5 separate regions of the Mus musculus genome follow, and regions 2, 3, 4 and 5 are each linked to region 1. The links are chromatin contacts, called in public Hi-C and HiChIP or PLAC-seq maps. All regions are on one chromosome and are shown on one strand. Each heading gives the region's core, a stretch centred on a gene start, on an enhancer-like site or on the middle of the called end of the contact. The rest is flanking DNA. Distances are from core to core; before and after follow the strand shown.

What was found. Hi-C and Micro-C count contacts between places; a contact is called where the count stands out from the background. HiChIP or PLAC-seq counts read pairs in DNA pulled down with a chosen protein or histone mark.
Region 2: a contact with region 1 is called in an H3K27ac HiChIP or PLAC-seq map of trophoblast stem cells, with 2.5 times the contacts expected there. The contact joins the enhancer-like site here to the promoter of Znhit6 in region 1. A contact is called at or near these places in 11 of 39 promoter capture datasets (the 3T3-L1 cell line, 3T3-L1-derived adipocytes, embryonic stem cells and 6 more), 3 of 484 Hi-C or Micro-C datasets (embryonic fibroblasts, embryonic retina and nephron progenitors), 3 of 115 datasets of contacts at active chromatin or transcription factors (astrocytes, extraembryonic endoderm stem cells and trophoblast stem cells) and 1 of 9 other capture datasets (macrophages).
Region 3: a Hi-C map of Sertoli cells shows a contact between it and region 1, with 2.2 times the contacts expected there. The contact joins the enhancer-like site here to the promoter of Znhit6 in region 1. A contact is called at or near these places in 6 of 39 promoter capture datasets (the 3T3-L1 cell line, 3T3-L1-derived adipocytes, the SN4741 cell line and 2 more) and 1 of 484 Hi-C or Micro-C datasets (Sertoli cells).
Region 4: a contact with region 1 is called in a Hi-C map of beige adipocytes, with 2.5 times the contacts expected there. The contact joins the enhancer-like site here to the promoter of Znhit6 in region 1. A contact is called at or near these places in 17 of 39 promoter capture datasets (the 3T3-L1 cell line, 3T3-L1-derived adipocytes, the HPC-7 cell line and 9 more), 65 of 484 Hi-C or Micro-C datasets (the AML12 cell line, the Ba/F3 cell line, the C2C12 cell line and 24 more) and 9 of 115 datasets of contacts at active chromatin or transcription factors (the NIH/3T3 cell line, embryonic stem cells, epiblast stem cells and 2 more).
Region 5: a contact with region 1 is called in an H3K27ac HiChIP or PLAC-seq map of embryonic stem cells, with 5 read pairs. The contact joins the enhancer-like site here to the promoter of Znhit6 in region 1. A contact is called at or near these places in 5 of 39 promoter capture datasets (embryonic stem cells, liver and stem cell-derived epiblast-like cells), 7 of 484 Hi-C or Micro-C datasets (the HL-1 cell line, the N1E-115 cell line, embryonic fibroblasts and 4 more) and 5 of 115 datasets of contacts at active chromatin or transcription factors (the NIH/3T3 cell line, embryonic stem cells and pancreatic cancer cells).

What each region holds. Positions count from the first base shown.
Region 1 is chr3:145,574,012-145,579,458 of GRCm38.p6, forward strand. Znhit6 (zinc finger, HIT type 6) reads left to right here and starts at 2,197. Exons shown (of 10, transcript NM_001081094.1): 1 at 2,197-2,985; 2 at 4,091-4,156; 3 at 4,241-4,347; 4 at 4,434-4,519. The coding sequence starts at 2,357.
Region 2 is chr3:145,813,624-145,819,070 of GRCm38.p6, forward strand. All of the region lies in intron 1 of Ddah1 (dimethylarginine dimethylaminohydrolase 1), which reads left to right. Among named protein-coding and RNA genes, the nearest start is that of Ddah1, 58 kb to the left of the region's middle. Within about 2 kb of position 3,353, at least 48 of the 459 cell types and tissues checked have an H3K27ac peak or open chromatin away from gene starts, as enhancers often do. A contact at or near this core is called in extraembryonic endoderm stem cells, liver, neural stem cells and 1 more, where this site is marked.
Region 3 is chr3:145,371,141-145,376,587 of GRCm38.p6, forward strand. The region is part of intron 19 of Col24a1 (collagen, type XXIV, alpha 1); the gene reads left to right. Among named protein-coding and RNA genes, the nearest start is that of Gm35133, 18 kb to the right of the region's middle. Within about 2 kb of position 2,816, at least 14 of the 459 cell types and tissues checked have an H3K27ac peak or open chromatin away from gene starts, as enhancers often do. A contact at or near this core is called in Sertoli cells, where this site is marked.
Region 4 is chr3:145,415,029-145,420,475 of GRCm38.p6, forward strand. The region is part of intron 24 of Col24a1 (collagen, type XXIV, alpha 1); the gene reads left to right. Among named protein-coding and RNA genes, the nearest start is that of Gm35133, 26 kb to the left of the region's middle. Within about 2 kb of position 2,958, at least 11 of the 459 cell types and tissues checked have an H3K27ac peak or open chromatin away from gene starts, as enhancers often do. A contact at or near this core is called in beige adipocytes and embryonic fibroblasts, where this site is marked.
Region 5 is chr3:145,440,302-145,445,748 of GRCm38.p6, forward strand. Col24a1 (collagen, type XXIV, alpha 1) reads left to right here. Exons shown (of 60, transcript NM_027770.3): 29 at 1,047-1,100; 30 at 1,313-1,357; 31 at 1,464-1,508. Among named protein-coding and RNA genes, the nearest start is that of Gm35133, 51 kb to the left of the region's middle. Within about 2 kb of position 3,085, at least 5 of the 459 cell types and tissues checked have an H3K27ac peak or open chromatin away from gene starts, as enhancers often do. A contact at or near this core is called in embryonic stem cells and stem cell-derived epiblast-like cells, where this site is marked.

The DNA.
Region 1 (5,447 bases), core at 947-3,446:
GGAACAGACTCAAAGTCATCATAACAAATTCCCTCAATACAGAAGGACATTCCATATTCTGTGACTCTAAAGACCCCTGACTAATACAGTTGGTACGAACATAAATAGCACAGCCATTATAGGGCTCAATATAGAGGTTCCTTAGAAAACTAAAATTAAAGGTACCATCTTCTCCAGCAGTTGTAATCTTCCTAAGCTACAGGAACCTAAATCATCATACTGCTCAGTAATCTGTTTCTACTGGGTGTGGTGGCACAGGCAGAGGCAGGCAAGTCTCTGAGTTCAAGGCCAGCCTGGTCAACAGAGTGAGTTCCATGTGGGCTAGAGCTACACAGAGAAACCCTGTCTCAAAAAAACTAATAATAATAATAATAATAATAATAATAATAATAAATTTATAGAGTATTATTATTAAAAACTGGCCATGGTGACACATGCCTTTAATCCCTGCACATTAGAGCATGTGGATCTCTGTGAGAACAAGGCCAGCCTGGTCTACAAAGCTGATGAGGACACTCATCAGGACAGCCACAGCTATGCAAAGAGACTCTGTCTCAAAGAAAGAAAGGAAAGAAGGGAGGGAGGGAGGGAGGGAAAGAGGGACAGAGGAAGGAAGGAAAACGAAACCTGCCCATTCATGCTGATTAAGCACTATTCACAACAGCCAAGATATGGTATCAGCCTATGTATCTATCAATAGATTAACAAATGAAGAAAGCATGGTATATATAGACAGTATTTTTCCGCTATTAATTAGAACACAAATGTTATTGGTAGAAGTACGAATGACACTTCTGTAAATAACCTCAATACAATCACCAGCTCACCAAGTTGGACTTGAGTGGAATCCTTTGGTCTGTTGTCAGTTCCTTCCTGGGGTGAATAGACATTTTTTTTTGTTTTCTCAAATTTCAAGAAGCTATAGAAAAAGTCAAAGGTCAGAGATTCTGCCTTTTTAGGCTTCCCTGGTTGGCAAACCGATGACTTCTCACATTTCAGTACCCTTCTCTACGTGCATCCATCCCACTTATATGCAAATTCCCTCTTATTAAACACACCAGTCAGAGCTGGGCGTGGTGGCGCGTGCCTTTAATCCCAGCACTCGGGAGGCAGAGGCAGGTGGATTTCTGAGTTCGAGGCCAGTCTGGTCTACAAAGTGAGTTCCAGGATAGCCAGGGCTATACAGAGAAACCCTGTCTCGAAAAACAAAAAAAAAAAAAACAAAAAAAAAAAAAAAACAAAAAACAAAAAAACAAAAACAAAAAACCACCAGTCAGATTGGGCTAGGGCCCAGCCAAAGGCCTTATTTTAAGTGTTATGCCCTTAAAAGCCTTGTCTTCGAATATAGTCAAAATTCTGAGGTATTGGGGTATAGTGCTTCACTATACGGATATTAGGGGCTACAATTACCCTGTGACAGCCAGCGTTTCAGTTGCCGGCTGTAGATCTTTTTGTAGTTGGTTCCCATGCATAGTTTCATGTAATCTTTGTGGGAGCAGATGAGAGTGTCTCTCCTCCCCTTCCTCTTTTTCCTTCTCCTATTTGTTTTGTTTTTGAAACAGCCCTGACCCTAGGAACTTACTATGTAGACCAGGCTAGCCTTGAAGGTTACAGAGATCCTCCTGCCTCTGGCTTCTAAATGCTAGGATTAAAGGCGTTTTTGGATGTCCTGGTCCCTAGTATACAGTGAAGAAACCTTAGACCAACGGTTCTCAACCTGTGGGTCGCGACCTCTTTGCTAAACCTCTGCTCCCCCTCTCCACCCACCCCCCAGGAGTATTTATAGTACGATTCATAACAGTAGCAAAATTATAGTTATGAAGTAGACACAAAAATAACTTTATGGTTGGAGGTCACCACAACATGAGGAACATAAAGATCCACACCACTGGTAAGGTTACGAACCACCGCTTTATACAGTCTAAACTTTGGAGGAACATGGGAGTCTGTATCTATTGCCATGCATTATTAGAATTAATCCTTAATACTGATTAAAGTGGGTCACTTATTTGAGACAATAATTCCAGTTCCCAAGACAGCAGTTTCAGCGCCTGAGAAAGGATGTGGCAAGATCCCCGCCCCTGGGTGGGAGTCCTGGTGGGCGTGGTCTCACCTGGCTTTAAGGAGTGGGGCCGGAAAGCCGCCGTGCCGTAAAGAACGCTACACGTCGTGAAGAGTCGTGGCCGGAACAGCTGCTTTACGGCTAGCTCGGCTTCCCGCAGGCGTGCAGAGCTTGCCGCGGCTGCTTTGCTGCACGTGTGGCGCTGTCGGCGGTTCGTTTGGTAATCTCTCTTATTGGCTTGGTGGTGCCACCGTGAAGAACGGAGTGGCAGCTTCGGCCTAGGCTCGTGAGCTCATGGAATCTGCAGCTGAGAAGGAAGGGACTCCGGGAGGAGGTTCCCAGAGGGTAGCGGAGGGGGCGCGGCCGAGGCCTGCGGCTGGTGGGGAGGGAGCCAGGGACTTAGACGGGAGCCCAGAAGCTGGCGATGGAGAGGAGAGGAACGGACTGGCAGGAACTAAGACCACGGAGGATGCGGAGGAGATAAAGATGGACTTAGCTGTGGTGAAGCAGGAAGTAGTAGACTGGTCGGATTTAGACAGTGGTGTTGCGGACAGCCAGTGGGTGAAGCAGGAGGTGGAGGGCGGGCCCGAGGTGAAGGATGAGAAAGGCGTGTTGGAAGTGAAGCAGGAGGCGGATAGTAGCCTGGTGGTGAAAGAAGAGGAGGTGGATGAGCCAGAAGTGAAGGAAGAGAAGGTGAAGGTGAAGGAGGAGGTGACGGACTGGGAAGAAGTGAAGGAGGAGGACTTGACCATAAAACAGGAGTTGTTTGTTGGTCAGAACGTAAAGGAAGAGCAAGTGATGGATGCAGCGCCTATAAAAGAAGAGGGTTCCCTCAAGAGCGAAGCGATGGAAGACGCGAAGGTGAAGGAAGAGCCCCAGATGAACCCCCGAGTGGGCAGCAAGAGGAAATTGGCTCTGTCAAGGTAGGGCGGGGAGAAAACCCAGATGGGAAATAGACTACTGGGTGGACGAGTCCTTAACAGCAGAAAGTGAGGTAAGTTAAACCAGGCGTGACGTGGGTCCCTGAAGTCTGAGTGGTGAAGTTCAGGTTGGGCGTGACGCTTTCGAGGACACAGTGTGATGTGACTGTGTCCAGAAGGGTATGGCCAGGTTAGGGAGTGAAAATTCTGGGCATCAGAAGGCCTTTGTGGAGCCAGAGCTTGTTAAATAAGAAACGCTTTCGCAGTCTTTCTTTTAGAGAGAATAGGATTAGAGGCGCCATCCAATATAAACCAAAAACCAGCAAGTGGGTAGACTAATAGACACATGTCAACTTACTCTTGAATTTATTCCGGGCTCCTATGAATGTTCGTTTCTTGGATGTAGTCTCTTTAATGTGCTCATGTGACAGTACAGAAGATCAGATTGTGGTCAGATTCAGTCTCAAACTCCTTGAGCTGATAGAACTGACTGGTACCAGGTACACTTTGGTTCTCAGTATCACCAGACCCTAGAAGACCGAGGACAGATGAATCATACCATTATTTGGGTGTTCATTCTGAATTCGCTGTGGAACTGGGGAAAGGGCACACATTGCTGCCAGTCTGGGATTCATCCTTCCTTGTTTCTCCGGTGTATATGTTTTTAAAATACTCATATGTAGCTCATGGATTATACTTCTAGACACACACAAAGTCTCCATGAATCACAATTTCAAAAATCGCTGGGCGTGGTAGCGCATGCCTTTAATCCCAGTGCTCAGGAGGCAGAGGCAGGCGGATTTCTGAGTTTGAGGCCAGCCTAGCCTGGTCTACAAAAATCAGCAATTCATATTATTCTCTTAAGTCCTGTAGAAAAAAATGGGCGGGCCAGTGACTTCTTTCATACAGTTTTCTTGAATTGCACGTCATTGTAAATGTCATTTTTAAACATTTTCATGATTTCCAATAGCAGCTATCATATACTTTATCAGAGTTGCTTTGACTACCTGCCTGTAAACTGTGAAATGCCCTTGAGTCCAAATTCTAAGACCGGAAGGACATACATAGAGTTGATTTTGCGTGTTAAGTCTCAGGTGCACTCTTACAGGTGTGAGACTTGTGGGACAGAAGAAGCGAAGTACAGATGTCCACGCTGCATGCGCTTTTCCTGCAGGTAGATATGTAGCTTCCTACCTCACTCCCTGCCTGTGTGCACTCTGACTTCAGGTACAGAGCTGCCTCCTGTTTGTTTCTTCAGTTTGCCCTGTGTAAAGAAACACAAAGCTGACCTGACGTGCAGTGGAGTCCGGGATAAGACCGCTTATGTGTCGCTGCAGCAGTTTACTGAGATGAATCTCCTGAGTGGTAAGTCACTTTGTGCACCACCCAGGGATGCCTTCTGGCCACTGGCACCGTGTCACTCGTTAACTTGTCCATTCTGAAATTACAAGACTATAGATTTTTGGAAGACGTGGCAAGAACGGCAGACAAGGTTTCAAGAGATACTTTCTTGAAAAGACCAAAGCGCAAAAAATATGTAAGTATTTCTTCTAATCTTTTCAAGTTCAGATCTCTTCCACCCAGTTTATTCATTTCTCAGTTGTATCAAGTGGTCACTGCGCTGTGGGGCTATTCTGGTTATTTGAGATGGATCCAAGTACTTACCCTCAGGCATTTGTACTGTAGAGGGGAGGTAGTTGAGTGGGGGAGTTGGGAGGTATAGAGCAGCAGATAGAATTTCTTACAGATGTAAGTGCATGAGGAAGTTAAGATGGTTCAAGAGAGTAAAGAGAACAGGGTGCTTGAGGGGCATGGACTACGCAGAGTGTGATTATCAGCACAGTGGTAGAGATGAGCTTTCCTGAGACGGGACAGATAGGCAGTGGACCTAATGGTATGAAGTGGACAGTTGGAGACATTTAGAGGGAAACTCTGAGTGGAAACATAGGCAGAAGCGGCACAGACTCGGCATTCAGGAGGAATGTATAGCAAGACTGACTCAGAAGTGCAAAGACGCAGGCTGGGAACAGGACGCCTGTGCTCCGGGGATTAGCAGGGCAGGGTAACCGAAGCACGGTGAGTAAGGAGGGATGAGGGAAACCTGTAAGAGTTTCCAAGCATTCTGAGTAAACATGAGACTAAGGGAGGTGGGGCGTAATGGCGCCTTTAATCTAGCACTTGGGATGGAGGCAGGTGAGTCTCTGAGTTCCGGGCCAGGCAAGGCTACATTTGACCTGTTCTCAGAAAAGAAAACACAAAATGCCTAGAGCCTGGAGAGGCGGCCCAGCAGTTGAGAGCACTCGGTCTTACAGGGAACCATGGGCTACACAGAGATGTACAACCCCTGAGATTCTGGTTCTAGATGCTCCAACGCCCTCTTCTGGCCTCCAGCAGAACCAGGCACACACAGGATGCACATTCATGTGGGCAGACACATAAAGTAAAAATACATTTTAATAAAAGGC
Region 2 (5,447 bases), core at 2,103-4,602, 240 kb after region 1:
GGGGATTGCAAATTTCTTGAGGAAGGAGCTAAATATTTTCAAAGCCTTAACTTCTCATAATGCAGTCCTTGAACTATCTGTCACTGTGTAGATCAAAATAAACTAGAGGAGCAGCTGGGAGCCTGTAAGTATGATGTTAAATATGAGCCAGTGACGGGGGCTTAGAACTGGCCTCAAAGCTGAAGGATAAACTGACAGGACAGAGTGCTCCTTCCTGGCCCAAAGCTATCAGAAGCTAAAAGCTAAGCACGGGGTGGGGTGATAAATTCCTGGTTTAGTTATCTCTCTTATCTGGCATACCTGTTGTGAGTTTTTGAGCCCCACAGAACATCCTTAATTGACAGCAAAGTAAACGCACGCTGACACAATGAGGTTATCTCTTCCCGAGTCGGCTCTAGGAAGGGGAGTATAGTGTTAGCGCCTAAGGCTCTTGCTTCTGGAGTCAAATGCAGTGGGGTGTTTTGTTTTATTTTGTTTTGTTTTATCATCTTATTTGTTTACATTTCAAATAATATCCCCTTCCCATTTACCCCCCATCCCATCTTCTCTCTCCCCCTCCCCTTTGCTTCTATGAGGGTGCTCCCCCACCCACTCACCCACTCCCACCTCACCCCTCTAGCATCCCCCTACGCCGGAGCATCAAGCCTCCCTCCCCTTCCACTGATGTCAGACAAGGCCGTCCTCTGCTACCTATGTATCTGAAGTCCTGGCTCCCTCCGTGGATATTCTTTGGTTGGTGATATTGTGTTTGATGCAGAGTCTCACATAATCAGGCTGGCCTCAAACCTGCTATGTAGCTGAAAGTGTCCTTGATCTTCTGATTCTCTTACTTCTACCTCCAGAGTGCTGGGACTTCAGATATATACACCATATCCATTTTACATGGTACTAGGGCTTGAACCCTGGGCTTCGTTCATGCTAGGTGAGCCTTCCACCTATATCCCCAGCCCAGTTTTCATGCCTGTCTCAGTAAAAGCCTCACCGGACAGACTTGAAGTCCGTTGTCCTGCTTTGGTACCCACCATGTTCTTCCCAGTACAAACCCACGTCCCTGCCCCCCACATCCTCTATGTCTTTCCTCTGGTCTCTGTTTGCTGTGGTTCTTTCTCTGGGAAGGTGTTTTATAGGGGGTCCCTAACCTTAGGCCATCTCATCAAGGGTCAGGTATTGTTCCAACCCTCCAGGAACATTACTGAGGAGAAGAGAGATCTCCACACGAAGTTGTGTGGCTTCTCTTCCTGCAGACCCACGAGGACAGCGTATGCTGGTGTAAGCAGCAGCACCTAGTATGTTTTCACGCTTGGAGTGACTCTCTGAATTCAAGGTTACTGCTTGTGAGCCCTCTGAATTCAGGTGCACATTTTGTAATTTAGGGAAGAGTAGACTACGTTTTCCCAGCAGTCTTCTTGGATTGTTTTATTTTATTTTATTTTATTTTATTTTATTTTATTTTATTTTATTTTATTTTATTTTATTTTGATAAACAGTTCTAGTAAACCTAAGGCTTTATTGTGAAGTGGCTGAGATACAGCAATATAAGGCCCAAGTTTTTTCAGTGTCCAGGATTGGGGGAAATCCTTTGACTCCATTCCAGCACATACACAAAGATGAAGGGAGGCCACCATGTCCAACTGTTCCATTTAACAGATTGACACAGTGACAGTCTCAGTGGAATTGACCTCGGCGACTCAGCCGCCAGAGTTAGGCCAAGGTGACCTAACTCTGAATGGTATGCCCAGGTACTAAAACAGCATAATTTCATCTATGAAACTAACAAATAGAACAACTTTGGTTTTAGAATTATTTATTTTATTGAGACTGAGTCCATGCCCTAGAACTATGTAGATCAGTTTGGCTTTGAACTCACAGAAACTCACCTGTCTCTACTTCCACAGTAGGGCTGAATTAAAAGCATGCGACACCACACCCAGCAGTGATTTAGGATATTTTAAATGAAGACCCCTCCTCCTTGTCAACTTGTAAGTTTGTCTTCTGGGTCCATTTCTAGTTAGAAGTTCTATATTCGTAGTGAATACTGTAATCTGCACTTCAAAACTGCCTTAGCTACAAAGCACTGATGCTTCCCCTAAACCAGAAAAGTAAGTAAAAAGAGGACAGAAGCTGGACATCTCTGCCTTTGCTCTGTATCTCTTTCTTTAACTCATCAGCAGTATTAACAGTGTCCTGTTCCAGTCCCCTAAATGTCACCTGAAGTTCTCCAGTTACTGTCCTAAACCTGCAGTCACCTTGGATTCTAGGAACGGCGGGTCAGACCTTTCTGACAAGGAACCAACCCTACCTGCCTGACCTCTGCAAGCCTCAGGTAGCAGACGGACCACTCCTCAAAGTGAGGGTAATTGTCATAGTGGTAAGGCTACATCCTGGAGCAGGGCCACTCCCTGAAGAACCAGGATAGGAAGACTGTCTGGTTATGCACAGTTCTTGCCCCTGCCCCAGTTCTAAATGTATTCCAGCCCAAATCCCATAGCAGTTCCTTGAAGATGCACTTGAGTCACTAAGCCCCACTATGCACTTCCTGGCCCCAGTGTGCCATACTGTGTGCCATATCATCATGTGCCATACTGTGTGCCATATCATGTACCATATCATTGTGTGCCATATCATGTGCCATAGTATGTGCCATATCGTCTGCCATATCATGTGCCATAGTGTGGGGGTCATACTGTGTGCCATATCATCATATGCCAAACTGTGTGCAATATCGTCTGCCATATCATGTGCCATAGCGTGTGGCATATTGTCCCATCTCCTTTCCCTATTTTTTGCCATTACTCATCTCTTTACTTGACCAGTCCGGTCTCTGAGACTCCCTAAGCCAAGACTTTGCCCTGAGGCTCCAGTGGCAGTCCTGGATACTCTCCATACTGATAGTTTCCATCCTCATGTTTACATCAAGACACTGCCTAGAGGGAACTTCAGATTCCATAGAAGAAGGGTGCGGTCCCTCGGGTCTGCCCCCACTCCACTTGTTGATCACTTCTTACATGGTTTCCGTGACCACCTACTTGGCATTTGATAATTTGTTAGACTAAATCACAGGATTTATGCTTAAACTTATCAATTCATGAGCAAGGATAGAACATAGGAATAGCTAGGGGAAAACTGACGTGTAGAACAGTATATGAGTGAGCCAGAAGTCCATGTTTTTCCTGACACACTGTCCTCCCAGTACCTCCGTCTGTTCACTAACCCTGAAACTCACCAAATCTTATCACTGAATGTTTGTTACAGAACACAATCTCTAGCTACCACCACCCTTTTCCTGGAGATCACTGGGTGAGTCTCCACATTCCAAGCCTACAATCCTCTGGTCTTCTGACCAACTGCATTTGGAAGCTGTCTAGCCCCACCCCCTCCATTCTGCCTGTTATAAATTCAAGTGCTATGGAAGGAGGCTTGTTATGAATAACAACAGACATACTTATCACTCAGGAAATCCCAGGGTCCTTAGGAGCTCTGTGCCAGCAACTGGAGGCAAAGGCCAATTTAAAAAAAATGCATATTGTAACAAGACTACTGGACTTTGTGCTCCCTGTAGCAGAAAATAACACATCTCTTGAATCCAAAAGCGGCTCAGGATCGATTAGAAGCAAGTTGAGAAGCAGTAGAGCCAGGATATGTCAAATCTTCTACTCTTTTATGTCTTCCTTTCCTCTCCCTCCAAAAACAAAAACAAAACAAAAAACCCCGAGTACACATAATAACGGGAGGCAGGGGCCCCATCTCTCTGGTCCTTTGTGCAGAGAAATGTTCAACCTCGTGGGTCAGCCACACTCATGCTGGATGGCTTGGCAGGCAGCTTCCCTTCACAAATAGGAGACAGACTCTGTTGTTGTCCCTGCTCATCAGAGCATCCTCTGCCTGACTGTTCCCAGAGCCCTGTGTGGGAAGCCTTGTGGCAGCTCAACAGAGGAAGGCGTCACTGGGCCGTTAAGTTAGCTTGCTGTGCTTGAAGATGAGGCTGTGCTAGGGAAGTAGACCTTGGCGTTTCTCCATCTTGGGACAGTTGTGGGCATGAGGTAAGAATATGTCAGGAGGACATGGTCTTTTCTTTCTGTAGAATTCATAGAAAATCAACTTGAGTTTCTTCTTCTATAAGTAATAAAGATGTTCATAAGAGATCTTCTGGGGGGAAACCTAGTTCAATTCCCAGCATCCACATGGTACTTCGAAGCTGTCTATAACTCCAGTTCTAGGGTATCCAATACCCTCACACAGACATATGTGCAGGCAAAACACTAATGCATATGAAATAAAAATAAATCAGATCATTTTTTAAAAAAAGAGGTCTTCTAGAGGTGTCAAGTTTGACTACACGTTCTTTTCACTGTTGCTGAATTATATGCCATCATTGTAAGGCAGTTTGGGATATTTTACTAATTGCCATCCCAGTGCCTGAAATTCCCTCCCACTTCCATTCCTGTTGTGGGAGCGTGGCTGATTCCTTCAGAGTATGAGCTCAGGGAATTCATCTGAGTGGGGTTGTGTCACACACTCAGCCTTGCCTCAACTATTCACTTCACACAAGCATACATCTTCTCTTTGGTACACACAGGGACAAACCTGCACACACTAAACAGTAAGGAAGCCAATGAGATGGAGCCATTGGTCTGAGCACTGAGCCACAGTCTCAGTAAAGGTGGTTCCAAGAAGAGGATTTCATGCAGCGTCCAACACAGAGCCCCACACAGCACCAGCCATCAGCCCACATCTGTCTACTGAGTGAGTGTGTAAGCCAGCAGATGAAGGCAATGCACATTTGATGTTCTGAAGTTTTGTGTGGATTGTCTGAGACTCCTAGTTAAAGACGCAATAGTAAGTAATGAACATCTGATGAACATTGGCTGGGCAGGAATCATGCTCTGTCACTGAGCTACATCCCCAGCCTCCGAGCACCTTACATACAATGTGTTTACCATCTCAGTTTTTAATGTGAATCCTACATTGAAGAAACTGAGGCTTTGAGTATAAGTAGGTTGCATGGTCGGCTAGGCAATCAGAGTATAGGATTTGAACCAAGTCATTCAATTCCAAAACACACAAACCCAACCATTTGGCTGCATAGCATCCAGGGAGTTGTATCCCTTTCATGATGTCTGGGCCAGTGAGACTCTGTATTAGGTCCAGACACTCTACATTAAAAGTCACAGATAGCATCATAGAGACAACAAAGGTGACACCTTGCTTTCTCGTATCTCAGAGAGCAGCAGCTTATCTTAGAAAGGTCATTGTGGTGGGATGTTTCCAAGTACTTCAAGAGGAGACATCTGTGGCTTCTTCCGATGAAGTTCTTCTGTAAAATGTAACCTTATCTTTATCCCGGGTCCCAGTAATGCCAGATAGCAGATCTAGGCTGTGGCTGAGGCTCCTCTAGGGAAGAGGAAACAGGTAACTGTCACCCCGACTTCCAGGTCACTTCTCAGGAG
Region 3 (5,447 bases), core at 1,566-4,065, 200 kb before region 1:
GTATCGAGAGCTAACATCTTCTAAGTCAAAATTAAGAAGTTAGGCTGAGACTATTCATTCATTCATTCATTCATTCATTTTGCATCCCAATATTAACATCCCCCCTCTTCCCAGATCCTCCCCCATCCCCTTCTCCTCTGAGGAGGGGGTAGGATGAAACTCTTGAGCCATTTATCTAAAGTCTCTCAACCTTACTTCAGTGACAGTGGGAATAGCTATATGTGCTGACCTCATGAGGTTACTGTATCGACACAGTAACACATACACAGCAAGGCAGGGCGTGGTTAGCATGAACCGTGGGCAATGGCTGCCACCACCTCAGCATCACCATAGGCAAAAGCTTTTGTCTTGACTCAGAGGGAGGGGGACGGAAGCGGGAGGGAGAGGAAAGGTGAGAGAGAAAGAGAGAATGAGCCTGTTTTGTTTAATATCAGAAGTTATCGGAGGCTTAGGTCGTGCAGTAGCGTGACCTTTTCTGATGTATGCTTCTTGAAAAGAGATTTATTTTGTTAATATTTTTGAGAGAGAGAGAGAGAGAGAGAGAGAGAGAGAGAGAGAGAGAGAGAGAGAGATGGGGTGGGGGGCATATGCATGCAATGGCTGATGAGGCCAGAAGAGGGCGTTGAAACTCTTGGCCTGGGAGTTAAAGAGGGCTGTGCGCTCCCCACCAGGGTACAGGGAACCCAACTCAAGTGCTCTGCAAGAGCATTGGTGTTCTTAATTCCTGCTCGCCTCTCCGGTTCCTGGTAAATGCTTCTAGAGGGTCACTTCAGGATGTTGTTCATCAGAGAATGGGGAGAAAGCCCTGAAGCACAGAGATGATTTAAGACCCCCTTAGCACACTTGCTGATGGCCCTAAGGGGTCTGGACTAGAGAATCTACTTGTTTAGTCAAGTGTTTACTTAAGTTTTGTCACCAAGTCCTGCGAAACATACAACTGTGACTTTCTGTTCAACCTTACCTGTACATTAACATCACATAAAAAACATGGGGGAAAAAATCTAGATGCTTTGGGCAGGTCCCCACAGTGCTGAGTGGGTTCACTTAAGGGTATCCTGTGGATAGTTACCAGTAACAACAACCACATTTTATACGGCGTACATACACAATGGGATTTTATTAAGCCGTAAAATGAAATCATGACATTTGTAGGAAAATGGAAAGTATTATCTTAACTGAACTATCCCAGATCCAGAGAGACAAGCAATAGCAATAGCAGGGTTTCTCTCATAAGCAAATTCTAGATCTTTATTTTCATATACTCGGGTATGTAAGAGGATAGGGTAGGGAACTGGAGACAAGACAATAAGAAGGAAGAAAGAAGGTTTAAGTGGAGGTTAAGGTGGAAGGAGAGAGTTAAAAGAGAGTTATAAAATATATGTAACACTAGGGCAAAATGGAAGTTGGGGAAGGGGGAGGGAGGGAGGGAGGGAGGGAGGGAGGGAGGGAGGGAGGGAGGGAGGGAGGGAGGGCGGGCTGAGGGCAGTGTGGACACATAGGCACAAAGCTAGTGTGAACAGAAACCCTTCAGTGCCCCCAAGTGCTCCCTCAAAGAGTAAAAACTGTAATGACAATGAACACATTTTATCTTCCCATTCTTTACCACTCAAGTACCTTCATTTGGACTGGATGGAACCATTGCCAAACTAGGAAGGCATTGGGCTTGGGGGAAAGTCAGAGCATTCCCCAAGTCTCTGCCTGGAAATTGTCTGGCCTGTGGTCCAGCAACCTTGTTAAATTATTAGTATCACTCATTGCAGCAGAGCGTGGCACAGAAAGAAAAGAAAAAGCATTCTGCAATGTTTATAATACAAAGTAACAAAAGAAAGTCACTTGTAAGTTCTGCTGTGAAAACCTTCCAGTTGCCATTTAGTCCAGGAGGAGCAGGAGCAGGCAAGGAGAGAAGCCTAGCCCTGGGAGGCCTGGGTGAATCTGACCTAAAGCTGTGGTAGCTAAGTCTGTGGAGGATCCCAAGCTAGAACCGAGCGGAAACACACACATGGACTAGACGCCTTCATATTGGTTTTTATTTGTTTATTTTTAAGATTGTATTTTTTTATTTACTGCATGTGCATGCAGGAGATGGGAAGTGCCCTCAGATGCCAGTAGAAAGGGTCAGATTTCCTGGAGCTGGAGTGACAGATGGTTATGGCTCTGTGGCTTGGGTGCTGGACTCAAACTCTTGTCTTCTAGGCTTTTAACCCTCCTCAAGTGCTCTTGACCTCTGAGCCATCTCCCCAGTTTGCTCCCTAAGTTTTATTATTTTAAAACTCCTTTTAGAACATTTTTGTAACCTTCATACCTGTATACATTCCCTCCCTCCAGCTCTTCCCTCACTCCCACCAAACATATTTCTTGTCTGCCTCCCAATTTCATAACCTGCTCCCACCCCCCCCCTCTCTCTCTGTGTGTGTGTGTGTGTGTGTGTGTGTGTATCTCTTTGTCTCTCTCTGTCTGGTTCCTCCTCCTCCTCCCTCCTCCTCCTCCTTCTTCTCCTCCTCTCAGTTTTAGCCCGCTAGGTCCAAGTAGCCCATATGCCCATGTGTGTGGGGTCATTCCCTAGGGCATGGGAAACCTAACACTGGACACCTTCCCTGCAAGAAAAGTGACTCTGTCCTTTAGCAGCCATCACCTGCCAAGGGCCTCTCAGCTGGGGTGGAAGTGAAAAAACCCCTCCTTCCTCAATGCTGAAACTTTCAACCACCTTGACCTTGTGCAGAACACAGCTACTATGAGCTCATGTGTGTAGCAGCCATGGCATGGCAGAGGCCAGCCATTCACAGCTCTACCCCATACAGCTATAGCACAGAGTAGCCGGGAGAACAGGGCTGATTTGTGAAAGTGCAGTGAGGTCTACTATTCTAGCACTGTTACCCACAGACAGCTTCTGTGCTCACTAACAGCACAAGCTCTGTGTCAATGTTTTAATGGCTAAAAGTTCTCTTAGCTTCCCATTTTCAATATTTCTCCATGTATCCTTGAATAATTTTTCCCATGTAAAGTTTAGTATCCATCTTATCTAGCTTCATTAAAAATACCATCCTTGTTTTTATTGGCTAGAGTCTGTGCTGATAGATTAAGGGAGTGTTGATATGATCACACTAGTGAGTCATCTTCTCGAGAACAATGCCTGTCTTTCTTTCATTTGCCCAAATCTCCTTTTCTACTTTTTTTTTGAGAAATATTACTTACAATTTTCCCACATGATAGTTTTGCATAGTTCTTTGTAAATTTGTTCCTATTTATTTATTTATTTATTTATTTATTTGGTTTTTCAAGACAGAGTTTCTCTGTGTAGCCCTGGCTGTCCTGGAACTCTGTGGATCTGGCTGGCCTCGAACTCTAAGATCTTAGAGTAGATCCACATGCTCTCTCTTCCAAGTGCTGGAATTAAAGATGTGCACCAACACCACACCTGGCTCCAGTGTTATATTTTTTTGTTGCAATTCTTGGTAGAGTTTCTCTACCTTTATGTTTGCTGGTGGGTTTTGCGTGTGCACATAAATAACATTGATTTCCCAGTGTTATTTTCAAGTTTGAGACTATAGTATTTTCTGAGTTAACTTTATCACATTTTCCTAGAGCTTTGCAGCTGTGCCCTCGTGTGACTTCCAAACTGACATTATTTGAGTTCTTCCCCGTGCTTCTTATGTCTCTGACTCAATTCTCATGGTAAATCATACCATGATGAAACTAATACAGTATCAGAGTTGGAAGTACATCCTCACCTGGCCCCTAAGTTCCCTGGAAAGGTAGTGATTTCTCCTGATGTGAGTGCAGGGGTCAGGAAGAAATTATGTATATATTTGAGTATGTTTTTTAAAAACAGTCAATGCCCTTTTGAAACGTTTTTAAAATTTGGAATAATTGCCACATTTATGACATATACATGCATATTGTCGAATGTGTTATGTCACTCAATACCGTACATCTTAAAGGTTTAGACAGATGCATCACTGTGGAATCATGAATAGTGTCACGACTTAAACCTCACCTGTAGTCTTCCTATGCATGCTGGAAACCATAGCAACTTTTGTATTGCTATGGATCACAACTGGATCTCCTCTCTCCAGCCTCCACTCTCCTCTTTATACTTGGTGGTATAGCCTAAAATGTCATAACTGAAGGACACACACCACGAGGCCCCTAAGTTCTCATCTGTGATCCATGTATTCCTTCCTGCCTTGTTGTGTAAAAGCCGTCTCCTTGCTCATAATTCTGTGAGTCTGTTAGGCATGCTTGTAGAATGACTTTTCTTTCTGTTTGTTCATATTTGGCCACAAGAAACCCGAAGAGTCCCAGGGGCAGCCATAACTTTAGATTTTCCAGGAACCTCATGGCGTTTCCTGACAAGAGAGACACATTTGAGTGCCATGACCTCAGACTCTGTAGGGTCTAGGGCTGTGTGACATGAAATATGAATCACAGTGTATCGTTGAGAATTACAGTAAATAAGACCAAGCCTCCCCCCAACCCCCTACTTCTTGGTCTCCTCAGAGTTTCCCTATCCAGGACAAGTGCCACGAGAAGGGTTTTTAATGAGTATACAACATGGCACTTGGTTTCACCTTTAAAAGGCTGCTTCAATGCTGAGTGAGGAAGGCTGCCTCTATGTTGCAGAGTAACTCAAGGCCACAAGGTTGTATCCTGGGCTCAGCTTCCTACCGTGTGAAGCAGGCTCTGATTCAGAGACTATGACCTGTGAAATTAAATGCTATGGATTGAGCATTTGGTATAGTACAGTAGAAGCTCCAAACAAGGAAGCAACAAATGGTACCCATTGTCTGTGGGGACACTGACAACACTGAGATGGGAAGGGACCGAGTGTAATACACTTGTCACTGAGTGGCTACCTGGCTTCATGCAAGAATGAAGCCATATTGGTAAGTGTGTTTATCTCTGTTGCTACCATTTTGCACCATCAGTATCTGTTGTCAGGTGTAGCAAGTGGTAGCCCATCTTTTAGACCAATGCATAGCCCAGGTCTTTATCACTCCCGTGCTACCCACTCTAGTCTGAAGGTTGCCAATGAAGAAAGGCTAGCTAATGTCAGTTGGATACGACATTGGGCATACTTGCATACTTGATTTTTAGTCATTCTTCTTTGACATATACTTTCTAGTGAGCCTTAAAATGTGATACAAAATCTTCACCCTTTGTGCACTGAGCCACATATCCCATCTAGTTATTGCCTCTTCGCTTCCCTTCCACATCACTTCTACCTGGACCATTGACCAGATGGCTCTACCATCTCACTTTAGGTCTTGTCTCTCCAGGAATAGAATGACCTGGTATCCTGCTCACAGATCTATCTATTAAGCAAGTGTTTCCTCTTGGCCGGATTTCAGGATATCTTGCTATGCAGCTGCTGCCCATCTCCAGCTAACAGCCACTGAAGCAGACCCACCCTAGATCATGATCAGCCTTTCTTCCTGCTCTGCCTGGGC
Region 4 (5,447 bases), core at 1,708-4,207, 160 kb before region 1:
GTATGTTATCAATAAGTACCTGCTGAACAAGTTTGAGTGCTAGACACACAGCTAAATAAGACTATGTTTCTAGGTAGCTTCTGGTGTAGACAATGACAAAATATGTATTCATATGATTTTATTAAAAATTCTGTTCTGTTAGTTACATAAGATACTCTAAGGGAAAAAAAGTAAAAGTTGTTTTGGCATGGCTCATAAGGACATACGAGTTGATAGAAAAATTCTAACTTTGGTTGAAAACATATTTCCATTCTCCTGGGTATGGCTTTTACGATGTGAATAGCAGATTTTTAGGAGATGGTATTCTAAGTTCTTATCTGGAAAGTGTCTATCTAATGCTGGAATTTTTGTTGGATGATGTTCTAATAGTCTTCCCTTCAAGCTGAGTCTATATGCAACAAGTTTCGTTCATTGCTAGTACATTGTATCTTCTTCTATATACGCATTTATACATAGCCTTCCTTTTAAGCTTAGTTTGTATGCAACAAGTTTCATTCACTGCTAGAACATTGTATCTTCTTTTATATACATATTTATATGACAGCACAATGGTAAGGCCCCTGTGTTTTGTTGAAAATATGTAAGACAGAGAATGTGTTGGGTTTTTTAGTTTAAGAAGTAAATGGACTGGTGCATGGAAATAATGGAAGGGTCTGGGATAAAGGGTTGTTTGGGGACTCCTGCTGAAATGACTTTGTTGACAGAACATGATGGCCAAATGGCAACATGGAGATAGGCTAGTGAAAATACCCATGCTTCCCCCTTAAAAATGAACCTGTGACCTGTGTAACTTGTGGGCTAAGATCTTCACTGTTAAGGATTATAAATAGCATAAAGTAGGGGTCAGAAAGCTTTTGTGTAAAGGGCCAGTGACTGAATGTTTAAAATTCTGAGCCATATGGGTTCTGTTGCAGGCTCTTAGCTATGGCACTGTACTGTGAACCCAGTCACAGACAACAATGAATGAATGAGCCTGGCTGTTTCCCGTGAAACTTTATTTATAAAAACAGACAGTGGGCATGAATGGGCCGCCGGCTGTAGTGTCTCTTCCTGCTCTGCCATGTTATAGTTGTTCTAGGATGTGGCAGCTTTCTTGTGTCTGTCTTATGTGCACCCTGTTTTATTAATCTTTTGTCATTAACAAAAAAGCAATGAACACAAATATGATTTCTCTGTATCTTAGTTTCAAATCCAAAAACCAATTCAAGTTAGCAGGCAGGTAGTGCTGCCACGGGTCACTGATTGTTTTTTGTTTGTTTGTTTGTTTGTTTGTTTCTTCTTTTGTACTGGTTGCGAACATAATGAATTTATTTGATTTTTATATGTGGGCCACATGTAAACAAAGGATGCAACCAGAAATTATCATTTTCCCTCTAGCAAACACTTGAGATTATTACCAGGAAACATTTCTAAGAACAATGAAGTATTTACTTTGTGTGCAGTATTTCTCATTGAGACAAGATATTGTGCATTTGAGTGCAGCCTCACTTATGATTGGCTCCTGGTTTGTTTGTTTTTTTTTCTTTAGCATAAGATTAAGACATACAAGGCATGATAGTAATACAAGAAAGAAAGGATCATGTGGCTGGCTATTATCTCCTCGTGGCAAACGATGTCTTCACTTTTCAAGGGAGCTTTCCGGGCTTCTCTGCACTGTGTTTTAAAGGCACTGTCCTACCCTTGGGCTCTGAGGTGTCACAGGACCACTCAAGTGCTACTATAGAAGTCCAAAGTACAGTTATGAGAGGAGTGCAGAGACTTGTCAGTGCCTGGTGAAAAAGGAAGTCTCGTGAGGATATCTTCTTCCCTCCGTATCTTCTCCCCTTCTTTTCTTATTTATCTTGAGACTTGAAACAAACACGTAAAAGGTCACCGATTTGTCTGTGTTAAATACAATGTGAGGATTTCCCATCATCTCAATATTTTAACTAAGAAACCACCAGCCAATTTACACAGTGCCTTCCTTCTACAAATATTTATGATCATTTGCATACTCAAGGGTGAGAGCAAACTGAACAGGACACTGCACCCACTTCAAAGACCTCATGCAAGATTAGGATGCCAATGTGAGTATTAAAGGGAAAAGGCTCTGCCTGCTGCAGAGATTATCAGTAAGCCGGATCCGGTGGATCCAGAACACTGGATAAAATTCCTCAGTAGAAAAATCTTTAACTCTATTTCTATATAAATATGAACATCCCATTCTTGGGATGTTGAACAAGATTGTCAATGCCTTTTAAATAACTGGCTCTGCTCTTCCTTGTGGTTAAATCGAATTTTAAAGCGAGGCTGTGTATGAAGAGGGACCTTGTCCACATGTTTTTCAGAATAGAAAGGTGAGATCAAATCTGGTTCAATGACTTTCTTCGGGACTTAAGTGTTAAGCTGGAACCCAGGTCTTGATTGGTGGCATAGTGTATTGTCATCCCCCCCCCCCCCCACACACACACACACACACTCCATTATCAGCTGCAACCATTTGGGGTTTGTGGGAGTGACAGAAACTTGAGAGAGCAGATTTCTCTTACTCTAATTTTGTCTTGGATAGAACTCACAACTTGCCTTTCCTATAAGGGTTGCCTAAAACAGCATCCAGAACTAATTTTGTTCTTCATATTTGAAAAACTACTCTGGGCTCCTAAGTGCACATCCCTCTGTGAACGGGCCTGCTAGTTATTAGTCTCAGGGAGACCGCACAGTGAGGAAGTTATTGCAACACAAGTGTCGCTGCAGGAGAATGTCCTTTATTTCTCATCCAACTTACTTTCTTTAAAAAAAAAAAATAGCCTGAGTTGAATAAAGATAGGTGGCAGCTCTCTGTCGATACTCACATTATCGCCTTTGATTGATTACCCAGAGGCTCATCGTTGGCCGCGCTGCCAGGCAAGTTTGGGACAGCATGAGTGACCCATTCCTTTCTCGTGTTTCCCATAGCACAAGTGTGACTACCGGCATCTGCTCAGAGGACATTCCAGGCATAGCCTCCTGATCATTGCCAGAACTGCCTGGCAATGCTAACGCCTCTCTCTGAGCTTTTATTTTATGACTGCACATTCGCTCCTAGAGAATAAGAGTCAGGTAGCTGATGGGGAAATGTCAGAGCCTGACATTTCCACTTGAATACTTGGCAGACCATCAAGACACTCTTGGTGGGGAACCTTATGTATCCATATGGCAAGAGGCTGGAGTAGAAACTCTGTGACCCAAGATAGACCTGCCCAGTCCCTCAGGAACCTATAAAATTATGAAATATCTGTTCATAGTCTAAATTTAATTGACCATACAAAAATATGTGTTCTTCAGGGTGGCACATGATATTATGCTTTCAAGTATTTTGTTGACTAAATAAAAGAGTATCTATTTTATGGCATTTTAATAAAATATTGATAAATGTAGGATTTTCATCAAATTGTTTTTCTTTGGTTGTTAGGCAATGTGTACAGAGAGTGTTTCGTCAGTGCCTTGAAACCTCAAAGCATCAAATGCTCATGTGCTTGAATGCTTGGTCCTCAACTGCTTAGCAGTGTCTTGAAGGCCATGTAGCCTTTAGAAAGTATTCTTTACTAAAGGAAGTGGTTCACTCAGGGAAAGTCTTGTGGGTTATAGCCAGCTGCAGTGCTACCATACTCCCCTTCTCCTCCTCCTCCTCCTCCTCCTCCTCCTCCTCCTCCTCCTCCTCCTCCTCCCACTCCCCCTCCTATTCTACCTATAGGTTCACCAAAAAAGTCAAGAGTCCAATCCACACTTTTCCACTGGACACTGGCATACTTTCTCCATGGTGAACTATATCTTTAACTAAGAGCCAAAATAAATCTTCTACCACTTTAGTTGCTTTCTGTCATGTACTTGGTCATATGAATGAGGGAAACATTACTCAGGTCCCAAGTTAATTTTTCCATGCCACATTTTATTTATGCTATGTAGGTAAAGTACCTATGAAGTCAGGCCCTGTGCCCACTCCCAGGATGCTACCATGTATACTCACTAGACCTTTTATTCTTTAGAGATGGTCTTTTCTGTCTATATCAAGCACACCAAATTCCTAGGTAGCATGCAAGTATAATCTAGTGATTAGAGAGGGACATGAAAATCCCAATTATGGTGTGTGTGTTCTTAAAGGGGGACAGGGCTAACTTACTATGAGAAAGGACAGGCCACTTCTATAAGCAGGAAAAGTTAGGGCCTAGTGGTTCAGACTCTTCAGGGGCCTCTGTCAAGACATTCCCCTCACAAGTGTCAGAGTTTAGTTTTTCCTGAACCAGTTTTTTATTGACCCTAGCACATTAAACTCATCTTAGTTGGGAATTTAAGCTTCTCTGCAGTTTGGTCAGTATGGTAAAAAAAAAAAAAAAAAAATCAGGAACTGAATATAGTTTGCCACTAAAAGAGATAATTGCCCAACCATTTCATTAATGAGCTCTGGGTAACATATGGCCCACCAGGGGGTTAAGTGGCCAGTCTTTCTCATTGTACTCTCATCAGGCCTGGATGTAAGTCTGTCGCTGAGGCCTTAACCCGGAAGTACTGATTTAAAAAGCAATGAGTCTTAGCTTTAGAGGAGGGTGGGTGGTTTGCACGTGTGTTCCCCCACCTCTGCTTTATTTGCGTTGTTCACTGACTTAGTCAAAATATATTTATTATCTTCTGTAGTCCAGGAATTATGCTGAACGTAAGAGATGGAGATGCTCTATAGAACATTCAGACTGATAAACTTAAAGCCACGTCTTCCTGAACAGTGATGGAGTTAGAAAACGTAGTAGCCAGGCTTCTATATCACTGTGGACAGATGCCTGAAAGAAATATTTAAGAGAGTGAAGTCTCATTTTGGCTCATGGTATAAAAAGGCTGAACCCATATATTTGTGCCGAACATCGGGGCAATGGAGGTGTTTTCTGGGGCTGTTCTTGATCACTTGGTAGACAGCAGGCAGAGAAGGCAGAGGGCAGGAGGAGGCCAGAGAAAAGCCCATCCCTCAATGCTTCCTCGGGGGCCTTCCTCCAACTAGATCTCATATCCAAGTAATACAGGCATATTATGAATCTATCAAGTGATGGTCTATGTTATTGATGAGGTAAAAGCCTTCATGATCCAGAAAAGTCTTCACAAATACACCCACAGATGTGCTCTTTTTTAATTTCCCAGATGTTTCTGAATTTCTTCAAGTCACTCATCACACACAAAAAGCTCCTTGCTCCAACCCATGCTGTCAAAGGAATAACTTCTGAGACTATAGATTTCATTTGAAAATGTAAATGAATGATCCAAAGATTGTGAATTAACAAATAATCAGAAAGGTTTCAGGTATAAGCCTTAAAATTACCCTTAAATAAAAAAAAAACTGAAGGAAAATTGTCGAAAACAAAAATAATAGACATCATTCATCCTTTGCCAATTGACTTTCTCTGCATAGTAAATCTGAAAATTTTCCTTATCTTTTCCTCTCTCCA
Region 5 (5,447 bases), core at 1,835-4,334, 130 kb before region 1:
AGGGTGTCCACGTAGAATTTAAGTCTGTTACAGAGCCCTTCAAGATACATATGCTTTAGAAAGCGAGACTTATCGCTGTATGAGAGCAGCTGGCTCTTCTCTACAGGTAATTCCTGAGTAGATACTGAGAAGATTTGCCCACAAGTGCCATTCTGTCCCTGTTCTGAGCCCCTGCCATCTTCCAGTAGCTGCTGTCCAGTGGACACATAGCAAGTGCAGTGTCCTGAACATTCATTTTCTAAAAATGCAGAGAGAACAATTCCAAAATAATGAAACTTAAGACTGCCTAGGCAAACAACCCAGGATCTTTTAAGTTAACTTAGAGCCATTTTAAGAATAAATCCCTCAGGACTGCTGGAAAGAAAGAAAGAAAGAAAGAAAGAAAGAAAGAAAGAAAGAAAGAAAGAAAGAAAGAAAGGAAGGAAGGAAGGAAGGAAGAAAGAAAGAAAGAAAGGAAGAAAGGGAGAAAGGGAGAAAGAAAGAGGAAGAGAGAGAGAAAGAGAGAGAGAGAGAAAGAGAGAGAGAAAGAAAGAGAGAGAGAGAAAGAAAGAGAGAAAGAGAGAAAGAGAGAAAGGAAAGGAAAGGAAAGGAGAGGAAAGGAAAGGAAAGGAAAGGAAAAGAAAAAGGGAAGGAAAGGGGGAGGGGAGGGGAAGGGAAAGGGAAAAAGGGAAAAAAGGGAAAAAGGGAAAAAAGAAGGGAAAAAGAAGGGAAAAAGAAGGGGAAAAGGGGAAAGGGAAAAAGGGAAAAAGAAGGGAAAAAGAAAGGAAAAAGAAGGGAAAAGGGAGAAAGAGAAAGAGAAAGAGAAAGAGAAAGAGAAAGAGAAAGAGAAAGAGAAAGAGAAAGAGGAAGAGGAAGAGAAAGAGAAAGAGAAAGAAAAGAAAAAGAATCAACTTAGGTTAGAAACACCTCATCAACTCTTATAGCTAATTCTGCACTCATTGAACTTACTCTGTGGAATGAATCCTTTAAAACGTGGACTTGATTATTATTTGCTTTTAAGGGGAGCATTTCAAATTAACAATGGGATATTGTCCTTCTACCTATAGGGACCCAGAGGACCAGATGGCCTTGCAGGGGATCAAGGAGGACATGGTGCTAAGGTACTTGCTGATTCTCCATTTCACGCGCAGTTAAATGTGGCAGAGCCATTATGTCCTGTATATTGAAATACTACCGCATAGTGTTTAATACATATCAGCCATGTATCCTTTTTAATATTGAACTGTGTACTTGATGCCCTGTTTTCTGTGTAGTACCATTAAAACCATGGCTCAAGTTCTGACCAGTCCATGTGATATTGATATTTTCATAGGGTGAAAAAGGAAACCAAGGGAAAAGAGGGCTTCCTGGCCTCCCCGTGAGTAGCAAGCCACGTGGTCTCCTCAAGCACGAGCATTCTGACGTTCCCTTGTGCTATTTGAGAAGGCTGAATGACCTAAGCATTTTTTTTCTCTCATGTGTAGGGTAAGGCTGGAAGCCCTGGGGAGAGGGGAGTTCAAGGAAAACCGGTAAGTTTTTTTTTTCTATAATGTGTTCTTGTTATTAATAACAGAGCTGACATGACAATTGTAACTCAATGTCAGTCTCACCATGATTGACGTTTCTCTAAAACTCAAAACGAAATGCCGTGCCGTGGAACTGTAATGGGACATAACAAAATCATACAAGAAGCATCCAGGACCTCTCTCCTAGCTTCATCCTAACTCGCCTCGGGTGCTGTCTTCTCTTTTGCAGTGCAGAGTCTCACGCCTCTTGCATAATGAGTAGTATATCTCTCATTATACTACTGTAAGAGTTTTCAGTGTTTTATAGCGCTAGACATTTTCCAACCATCTCACATCTTACCAGAATTGTACAGATTTTTCCCTGGGCATCAATAATTTCTGTGGCCGTCATCATGAAAGAGTAGAGAAATATTGAACACTGCATAGACAAACCTTCGCTTCTGATAATTACACAGATTACACACAAGGACTTTTAAGAGCTTTCATTCTGAATCATAATGTGAGTGACACTTTGATTTGTCATGTCAATATATCTGATGGCTTAAATCTAAATAATTTGAAATTTTAAATGGATGACAACTGAGGAGTCATTAAAGGCCAGGACCTAGGGGCTTCAGCTGGTAGTGGTTGTACCTAGGACAATGTTTGCTTGTTCCTGTTTGAAGTCTGCTGCCCCCTGCCTGTTGTCTTTTATTATAGCAGTGTACTTGACAGCAGTCAGATCTAAAATACCAGAGATTTGGAAGAAAGTAAATGACTGTCCTGAAAAAAGAGAGGTGTGTTTACTCTTGTGCATTAACTGAAGGCATTCTCAGAGAGCACCTGTGTGTCTTCGTAATCACCATGTTTTAGTCATCACAGTCAGGGTTAGCAATGCTTCCTTAGAGTCTGACCACTTTGCTTTATTGCAGGCAAGCCTGAGCTCAACTGTATCCCTTTAATTTTAATATAAAAAGCCTCACAGAAATAGAATTACTTATATGTATATTGTTGACCTTCATTAGAATTTTACCTTCATTTTCTGCTTAGACGATTGGAACATCTCCTCAATCCCATGAAAGGAACTAGGGTCAATTTGCAACTGTCATACAGCCCACAAGTCCTGTGGACTCCTGGAAGGGTAAAGCTGCCTTAAAAGATGTCACAGCTTGGACAGAAAATAATGAGTTTATAATAACTGTTGAAGTTTATGAAATCTTTGCCTACATTGATTCCTCCTTAAGTGAAATGAAATCTTAGATCTTTCCGAACCATCCAATTCCATCTTAGAGGCTACTAAGTGCAGCTAGTTTGTGTTATATTTCACACAAACATGGCTTTGTGGTGTGTTATCAACAGCCACGGCCTTTTGGCATGTACCTGTCTTAAATTCGTATGGTTCTGAGATCTGAGACTGTCCAGCCCTCATTAGCACACGTTATTCCCAATTCAGACCAAAGCCACAATATGTACTTAGAATGCTTCTTGATGAGGATTAATAACTGCCACCTGCGCTGTTGGAGGCGGGGCTGCACACCTGCTGCAGTCAGGCTGAAGGGCATTGACTGACCTGCTTGAAAAACAAAGTCGAGACAGTGAAAAGCAAAAGTACAAAAAGCTTCTTTGGAGAAGTCCAGGTACTCCATTCAATTGCAAATTAGCAACGATCAGGCTAGACTTAGAGCTCCTGGTGTGGGGGAGGTGACTTTGAGAATCACAGAAAGGCTGTAACTTTCTGGGAGAGGAGGCTGTGCTCCAAATTAACTTTTCAACTAAAGAGGATTTTAGCTATAATCAAGGTCAGAGTCATACTTAATGGAAGATTCAGGATCTGTGTCCAGTTGACGAACTAATCTTTCAGGTAGCCATGAGCTCCGTCTTCTTTTTGTGAAAAAACACAGACCGAGCCTCTTCCCCAGATTAGGACTGGGTCTGGACCCTTCCATTCATTAGTTAATGGGTCCCGCCACTTTACCATGGCATAAGAACTAGAAGTAACTGGATGCCAGTGGTGATCCACTGCAGTCTGACCTTTAACATCAGTTTGCAAAAAATTTAGAACAAATAAAGCAAAAGCAAGATGTGCGTTTGGTGACCTTGGGGGATATAACAGCCCCTGTTTTGTTTTTAAAAGTCAATTTTTTAAAGTGTGATGAGCATGTTCAACTATTCTTTGTCCCATGGGGTTATAAGGAATTCCAGTTTTATGTTTGATGCCAAATTCTTTACAAAATGAAGTAAAATTTTTGCTAGAATAGGATGGTCCGTTATCTGTCTTAATAAGTTTAGGCAATCCCATGGCATTAAAGGCTTGTAGGCAATGATCAATTACATTTTTGGAGGCTTCTCCAGTATGCACAGAAGCAAAAAGAAATCTTGAACAAGTGTCAATACAAGCATGTATATATTTTAATTTTCCAAATTCTGCATGAGTTACACCCATTTGTCAAGTATGATTAGGCATAAGACCTCGTGGATTAACTCTTAAATGTGGCACTGGAGATAATGTAATACATTTAGGACATTGTTTTGTAATCATTCTTGTCTGCCCTTTAGTGATTTTATGTTGGAGCCTTAAGGTTATGGCTAGAGAGATGAAATTTTTCATGATCACATTTGGCCAAAGCAACAGGATCTGAAATTAAGGCTTCTATTAGAGCTCAGTCGATGCAATCATTGTCTTCAGCTAAAGGTCCAGGAAGACCAGAATGAGATCATATGTGGCCAATATAGAACAGGTGTTTTCAGGCAAGAATGATGTTTTGCCATTGTGAAAACAGGAATCTTGCTGGCGTATTAAAGTTAAACGTGCCACAGGTCCTAATAAGGGTACTGATTGTGCAACATATAAACTATCAGTAAAAATATTAAAAGCCTCATGTACAGACTGAAAGACATTCAGTACTGCTGTTAATTCTGCTAACTGAGCTGAGAGGCCAGGAGTCTTTATGATTACCTGTTGATTATAAGATATCCAGCTCACCCTTTAGAAAAGCCATCAGTAAACACCAGAACAGCATTGTGTAAGGGTTGTAAAGAGGTCATATTAGGAAATATCACTTCATGCACATTCAAAAATTTTATCAACCTATCTTGAGGGTAGTGGCTGTCTATAGTTCCTTTAAACCCTATTTGAGCAAGCAACCAATCTGTACTGTGCTGCTTCAGCCAAGTGTCTTGACCTACGCTGTAAGGCTGAACAATAATATCTGGCTCTTTGCCAAAATAAGTTAGTGCCTGCTTCCTTCCAAGGATAATCATCTGAGCTTCATAGTATGCTTCATAATATGGCAAGATATTACGTTTAGAAGAAACCCTCGAATGTATCCACATCAGGCTGAAGGGAGGTTACAGTGGTTATTTTACATATTACATCCACGTGCATTCTGAAACTTCATTGTAAACAGAGCTTTTGTCTAAACATTAATAAAATTGCATTTGCTTTAATATAAATTAGTTGTGTGCTTTAGACCTTGGTGTGAGGAGACTGGCTCTCTCTCCATCTTCTTGTTTGCCATTTCTAGTGGTCTTCATTCCTCCTTGAAGGTTTGAATAGCTAACCGTTGTCATTTCCCTGGAGCCTATGAAATGCCTTCTCAGTTCCTTTTAGAGGAGTCTGCTAATAGTGAATTATCCTTTGAATTGTGAAATATTTTTTTTCACCTTTAATCTTAAAGGCAGTTTTCCGTGTATATAAAACTCTGGGTGTCATTCAGCACCATAGAGAGGCCACTGGGAGAGAAGGGCCTTCATACAAGGAGGCTGACAACTTCCTTCAATTTCAGCTCAGAGGGATCAAATGCCCTCTACTGGTCTCCACGGGTACCTGCACATTCATGTTACACATACACACACACACACACACACACACACACCAATAATAATAATAATAATAATAATAATAATAATAACAGCAAGAAGAAGAAAAATGGGTCCTTTGTGGCTCTACATAGCTACAACAGT